2 separate regions of the Sus scrofa genome follow, and region 1 is linked to region 2. The links are chromatin contacts, called in public promoter capture Hi-C maps. All regions are on one chromosome and are shown on one strand. Each heading gives the region's core, a stretch centred on a gene start, on an enhancer-like site or on the middle of the called end of the contact. The rest is flanking DNA. Distances are from core to core; before and after follow the strand shown.

Region 1 (3,481 bases), core at 914-3,413, 1.1 Mb before region 2:
TTCCTAATAAATTAGGTGCTTCATTACTCACAATTAGTGGTTTTATATCACAACATCGCATTACAGTTAAACTGACTTCAAAGACAATCCAACTAGTTATTGCATATCTATTATTACAGTAATGACTTTTACAGAAACGAATACATTTGTACTTACTTCAAGGATACCCTTACTTTGGGTTTAAAATAGGGTGCGTTCTGGTCTGCCAAAAAGACGATTAACTCATTTCCTAAAAGAAGTGAATATATATTAGAAAAATATTCCTGGTAAGACATCCAATCAGTGCTTACAAGAAGATTTCTGGGCACTGTTTTCAACAAGAAAACTTTTATTTTACTCTAGTATACCTGCCCTCTCAAGGCTGGTCCTATTAGACTGCTGGAATGGAGATTCCTAACAGCTTTTAAGAATTCAGTATTCAAAGCAGCAGAGAAATTAGAAGGATAAACATGGAAAAATATAGTTGGTCAAGACAAATTGAAGCCAATGGCTTCTGCCAGAGTCATACCGATTGACTTAAAAGAAGCATACAAAGAATATGCATTATAACTATACTATGTATTAAGTCTTGCCTTCCTCAAACCCAACACCTCAGCCTCCTTACAAGGGTATTTACTTCATCATATGGATGCATCACATCAAGGACATAAGACCTCCTATCGTATGTAGGTATCTGAGTAGTAACGAGGAAGTGACTTTGTATTTAAGCAGAAAAACTTGAATCAAAGACTGTTTTTTTGTGTCTCCTGTAGAACCATCCCCCAGGTTGATGCATTTTTGGAGCTCAAAGTGCACTCATTGGATCAGACTTTCGAGACAGTTTATTCAAAACACAGGGCATATTTAAAGGGGAGAGTCCCCGTATGCAGTTAGGATGGAATAGCTAAAGGTTAGGCGGAAGGCACTCTTCTTGCAGTACATGGAGCTATACAAAGATATGGAAAACATTCAGGGTCCACAAGAGGCTCTGGGGCCCTGGCAAGGGCCCCCAAAGATTTGGGCCGACACCCCATCAAACTCTGTATAAGGGCTTCACTGCCTTCTTTCACAGCCTCTAATGCCCTAAGCATCAAGATTTACAAAAGTTTGTTTAGTGATGTTAAAGAACTCCCATGAACCTCGAGCTGAAGAAAGAAGAGATTTGGAGTCTAGGGTGGTGGCCAAAGCAAGGAAATCTTATGCACACAAAAGGGAGAACCCTGCAGTTTAAAAATCCTTTTCCAATAAGACACTGGATTTATTAGGGGGCAAGGAGGAGTCCTCTATTGGAGGAAACTGTCAAGTTGCACCTTCTGCAGCTGATCAAAGGGGAAGGGAGGCTGGAGGAAGTAAAGCAGATAGGAATGACGGGGCCTTGGGAAGGAACTTAGAGGCAAGCTACAAAGATTGCTGGGAATCAGGAAGGCCTTTGGAAGGCAGGTGATTCCGTAAGGAAAACGCGGATGGACGAGTGAAGGCTGGGTCCTATCAGGGAAAGAAAACAAAACAAGACTGCCGTGTTTCTAAGGCTGGTGGGAGTGGATCAAACTGTGGAGTGTTAGGGTCGGGATCTGGGTTTGAATAAGATGTAGAAAACCCGCAAGCTATCAACGATGCTGGAAATAAAGTCAGAGAGGGCTGGGAGAGAAGGTCCGGGAAATGCAGGAGGACTGGCCATCCGGGCAAGGGGTGTGGGGAACACCAGGAGGAGTACGCGGACAGAGGGAGGGCCGGGCAAGCACTGACTTTCCCGCAGCACGAAGAGGTCCGTCTGCTTGTCAGAGTTGAGGTCTCCGAAGGCCGCCACGGTGCCCCAGGCCTCGGCTCCAAAGAGCTCGGCCGTGACGTTGTGCAGCGCCCGCGCGGGGACTGGCCCGACTCCCAGCAGCGCGAGCCCCCCAAGCAGCGGCGCCAGCAGCACCCAGGAGCCCGGCAGCCGGCCCGCCGCCGCCATGGCAGCCCCTCGGCCCCCGCCCTCCAGCCCACTGCCGCGCTTGACGGCAGCCGGAAAGCACCGTGCTGCCGGCCGAGAGACAAACAGCGCAGCCCGGACGTCCGTACGGCTGCGGCCGGCTACCATCGCACTCTCCCCTAGGGCTGCCCCTCTGACGCTCGGGACGCCGCGGAGCCAGGGCGAAGCTCGTCCTCGCGCTCACTTCCGGCCGGCGCGCCTCCCGACAGTGTCGCGCGGGGGGGCGGGGCCGGCCGGGCGGAGCTGACAAGCGGCCCTGGGGGCGGCGGCCAAAGCAGCGGCCCGATCGCGATGGCGGGGCTCAGGCCCGAAGTGAGCTGGAAGGTCTTGGAGCGAAGGGCCCGGACCAAGCGCTCAGGTTTGGCTGTCTGGGGCGCCACCCCTTCACGCGCACCGTAGGTGGTGCTCCCCCTCGAGCGCCTTGGGCGGGAGGCACGTAGGGGTCCTGGAATGAACCTGTGCCCGAATACTTCCCCTTAGGACAGGCAGTCGTCCCTGCCTTCCTCTTGATGTCTTCCCCCAGGTCTAGAAATTAGGTGGTGGGCACACCTTACCCCATTATGCTTCCCCAACTTTATTGCGTGTGTATTCCCACTGGAAAAGTAGGTGTTGTGCTGACTTTGCCTGGAGTCTTCTTACTTAGAAATCAGGAGGCCGCCACATTCCTGAGAGTGTCCTCCCTGCGTGTGTTCTTCCCTGCAAGTCAGCTAGCTTCATTCTTAGATACGGCTATAATCGCGTCCTGGAAAACCGGCGGCTACTCTTTGCCTTATTTCATATGTCCATTTCATATTACAAGTTCTGATCTCTAGCCAGTTATCTTTGTGGAAGAAATCGAGGGGGGCAGGGCCTCAGGCCTTGAAGTGGGTCAGGTTGAGCATAGCTAAGTCTCAGAAGGAAGTAGACCTCTTCCCTGGGCAAGTGGCCGCAGGACGCATAGTTCCCAGTTGTGGCTCCTAAATGCGAGGCCACCTAGGTCAGAACACGCTGTGCAAGCAGTTATAACTGTTCAAGTGTCCTGAGCTGACTTGTTCAAATTGCAGAGTCACAACCTCGAAGTTAGCACTTGTGGCTGATAACTCAGTCTAAGAGCCAGGGTTGAAACTTCCCTTATTCCTGGTTGGCTAGATGTAATCTTGAGCTAAAAGTATCCCTATAAACAGGAAACATGGTGGACTAACAAAACTTCAACTAAGAATCTTCCCTTTTAAGGGATTGATGTTACTATGTAAGTTAGTGCTGGGAGATGCTAATGTCAAAGTTGATCATCTAAGAACAATGAAAAGCATAGCTCTAGGAAAACTTTGCATTTTCATTGGTATTAAGAGAATTCTTAATTATCTGTTGAACACGCTGTTGTCGTTATTGTTGTTTTGACGAAAGTATCTAATTTCATAAACCTGACAGGAGAAATGCACCCAATCTTTGTTGCTTATTTCATTCTGTTTTTTTAAACCTTAAAAAAATTTCTGCTCTTATTTACTTAGGGTTCAAGGAAAACTACCACTAAAATACGAATTTTTCAAAAAT
Region 2 (3,421 bases), core at 415-2,914:
AGGGCACAGACCAAGAAAGAAGGTTTTAACTGCTACAAAAGTGATGGAAAAGAAAGGAAGGAATACACCTAAGAGACTTTTAGAAGCCACAATAGGACTTAGACATGTCAAATTTTTTCGCCTTCAGGAGTGGGAGAAATTGAGTGGCTGGGGTGAAAACAAGGAGGGAGACCAGTTGTCGGAAATCAGATCATTGGTTTCAAAAAATCAGGAACAGGAAAGCTAACTTGACTCAACATCTGCAGTGCTTTAAATCAAGCTGTGGAGAAGAATCAGGCTATTACGTTTCCTAATTCCTCTAAACATATTAAAAGCAAGCATTCAGGGTTCTTAATCTAAGAAAGCCAGAAGTTACAGCTAATCAGATCCTTCCAGGACACTGTGAAATTTCCCTCCCTCAGAGGGGTCATCATTTGGGAGATGGGTATTAAGGACAAGCACCACCCCAGTCTGAATCCTGACTCTCCCACTTACTCAATGGGAAAACCTGGAGGAACCTGGCTCCCCAGAAGTCTTGCTGTCTTTTGGCTTGAGGAAGGAAGGGAATAGCTGAAGGTGTCCAAAAGAGGTATAAGTCTGAAATGCTGATTTAGAGAGAGGGTGAGTCACCTCTTCGAAAGTTTCAGTTTCCCCAGCTGTTTAAGACAGGAAGACAACAAAAATCTACCTCACTGGATTTTTTAAGGAATCCTTCTGCAGTACTTAACGTCTGAGGTGCTATAACCATTCAATAAATGTTAGTTGTACGTAAAATCGATACAGGGAACAAAGCTATTCTAAACACTGTTATAAACATCCCTCTCTTCTTGATGTTCTGAGGAACGTACTACCAACATGGTTTTGCTCACTCTTTCAAAAGGGGTCTGACACCCCCCCCAAAGGTTCAGAACCCCTTTGAACCTTCCCAGAGGAGACCTGGGAAGAGAAAAGCGGCTGAGGTGGTGGGCCAGAAAGCTGCGGGCCCAGCCATCAGGTCCTGCGCACCAGCCCGAGGGCTAGGGGGGAAAGACAACAACAGGCAACATTCTTAGCTCGTTCACTCCTTGCCAGTCACTGTGCACCGCGCTTTACACAATCACCTAATCGAATCCTCGCGAAAGCCCTTCAAGTCAAGTGCTGTCGTCAGCGCCACTCTACAAACAGGGAAACTGAGGCGCCGAGGATAAAACCGCTAACCCAAGGTCACATGGCTCGAGAGCCGAGGCTCGGGAGATTGCACTCCCACCATCGCGCGTCGCGGAGTCCGCGCATGAAGGGCAAGAAGGAAAGGGTGTGTGGGGGTGCCCAGGGACCCCGACCGACGGAAAGCTGCGCGCGCGCGCGCTGGGGCCGGGCCGGGGAAGGCGATCGCGCGGGGGCGGCGGCCGCACTCACCTTGGCGCTGTGCACCGCCTCCTGCGCCCCGAGGAGCTGCAGCCAGATGCGCGCGGGCAGAGGTTCCTCGGCCCCGAGCGCGCCGAGCACCGCCAGGCTCACGCCGAACAGGCCCTCGATGCGGCCGCGGCTCCGCTCCAGCAGCGCCGCCTTCTCGGCTGGCGCCGTAAATTCGTCCAGCACCGCCCGGGCCGCCATGGCGGGCGCGGCCTCCCGCGGCGGCGCCGGGGGCCGGCGGCGGCGACGCCCCCTCAGCGTGCTGCCGCTACACTCGAGCCGGTCAGTCGGCGTCGGCCCTCCCGGCCGCCTCGCCTCGGCCCGCGCCCCGCCGCCTGCCCGGAGGCCCGGCTACACCATCCCCGCGCGGCCGCCACAGCTGGGCAACTGCGGGGAAATAGCCCCTGCGCCGCTGCCGTCGCCGCTGCCGCCGCCGCCGCCGCCGCCGCGGGCCGGGCCCCGCAGCCGCGCCTGCGCACCGCCCGCCGCCGTCATTGAGAATCGCCGCCCCCGAGGGGCTGGGGCTGGAGTGTAGGCGACGGAGGCGACGTCACGCGCAGTCGCCATGCTTGTTTAGGGCAGAACGAAGGCAGGAACCTGGGCTGTCTTTGGTGAGGGTGCGACGCTTTGGGCGACCTGGTGGATGGTGAATTTCTGGATTTACAGTTGAGGTGGAGGCTCCGAGCCAGTAGGCGGGACGGAGCCGGTGTCACACAAGGGATCTGGCTTTTCTTCAGACATCTTGCAGCCCAATCTAGGGCTCTAACAGATTGAGTTATCGGCTTCTCAGTAATTGACCGATGGTTTTTCTCTCTTCCTCCTTCCTTCTCTCCCTCCCCCACCCTCCTGTCTCCCTGCCTGTCCTTTGCTTCCCTCTTTCCATTACTTTACTTTGTTCTTAAATAAAAATGTTGACGGGAAGAGAAGAAAATGGGAGTAATGTGTATGGTGATTTGAAAAGCAAAGAAATAATTAGGGAAAATTCAGAAGAGTGGTTTCTTCTGAGTGGGGAGGAGGAGAATGTGACATAGAAGTACCAGAAGTGGGGGATTAGGGGCTCTTCCATGATGTCAGTGGGGGTTTGGGAAAGTATACCCTAAGCCCTCTCCAGGTCCGTTTTCCCATCTGTAAATTCAACAGTTGCTCTTAGTTATCTCCAAAGTCTTTCCAGGTTTTTCATTCTCTGAGTCCATGGAAACAGGTTGTGGAAGATAAAGTGGTTTCCTTTGGGCTAAATGTTGGATAATTAGATACCATGATAATTAGGAACCATGAACGTACTTGTCTATGTTATACTGTCTCGTCTGTCAATGTAGATAACAATAGTACTTCCTATTATTGTGAAAATTAATATATAGTACCTGGACACGGTAAGTGAGCACCAAGTAGTAGCTGTTATTACTAAATTAGCCATATACTAAAGGCTTCATTTTCACAGAAAAGTTTTGTATGGATTATGCAGCCATACTGACCATGTGAGCCTGGGGGTCCCCTCCCTCTGTATAGATTCCCCCTTGAGGAGAAAGAAGGGGATCTAAAGATGTGGCAGTTGGAAAGGCCAAGGGGGAATGGTTTTGGTAAGAGGGAATACCCGAGGTAAAACCTCAAGGATCCGGGCTGCTGGGGTTTTCCATTTGCCTCAGAAGTTCAGGCAGGTGTGATCCCCTAGTGCCCCACCTAAAGATGACTCAGCACAGGGAAGAGAACCACTAGGTTCACAGACAGACAACTTCCTGTTCCCCTGGGCTTTTCCCTTGGTGTCTACACAGCCAGCAGCCTTCCTCCATCAGGTAGATGACCTGAGATTGGCTGAGACAGGTCAGATTGGTATTCCCTTACCAATACGTTGCACCCAGAGCTGGAGTGGCCTCGAAGATAAATTGCACCCTGAGCTGGAGTCAGCACAACACGTTATTTCCTGTCTTCTGGGTTCACTCACCTTAAATGGAGTTGCTATTGTTCAGTGATTGGACAAGGGCTTTCCCCGGCACAGTTCCTGTTTGCATCCCTGCTGGTGATTGTTTATTACTTAATTGTTAGGGTGGGAAAG

What was found. Promoter capture Hi-C pulls out the DNA fragments that hold promoters and counts their contacts.
Region 1: a promoter capture Hi-C map of liver shows a contact between it and region 2, with 4 times the contacts expected there. The contact joins the promoter of PHKB here to the promoter of N4BP1 in region 2. A contact is called at or near these places in 1 of 5 promoter capture datasets (liver) and 1 of 2 datasets of contacts at active chromatin or transcription factors (alveolar macrophages).

The regions. Positions count from the first base shown.
Region 1 is chr6:37,192,312-37,195,792 of Sscrofa11.1, reverse strand. PHKB (phosphorylase b kinase regulatory subunit beta) reads left to right here and starts at 2,163. Exons shown (of 32, transcript XM_021094236.1): 1 at 2,163-2,309. It overlaps ITFG1 (T-cell immunomodulatory protein), which reads right to left and starts at 2,161. Exons shown (of 18, transcript XM_021094239.1): 1 at 1,726-2,161; 2 at 157-229. The coding sequence starts at 2,059.
Region 2 is chr6:36,120,432-36,123,852 of Sscrofa11.1, reverse strand. N4BP1 (NEDD4-binding protein 1) reads right to left here and starts at 1,664. Exons shown (of 7, transcript XM_003126990.5): 1 at 1,375-1,664. The coding sequence starts at 1,572.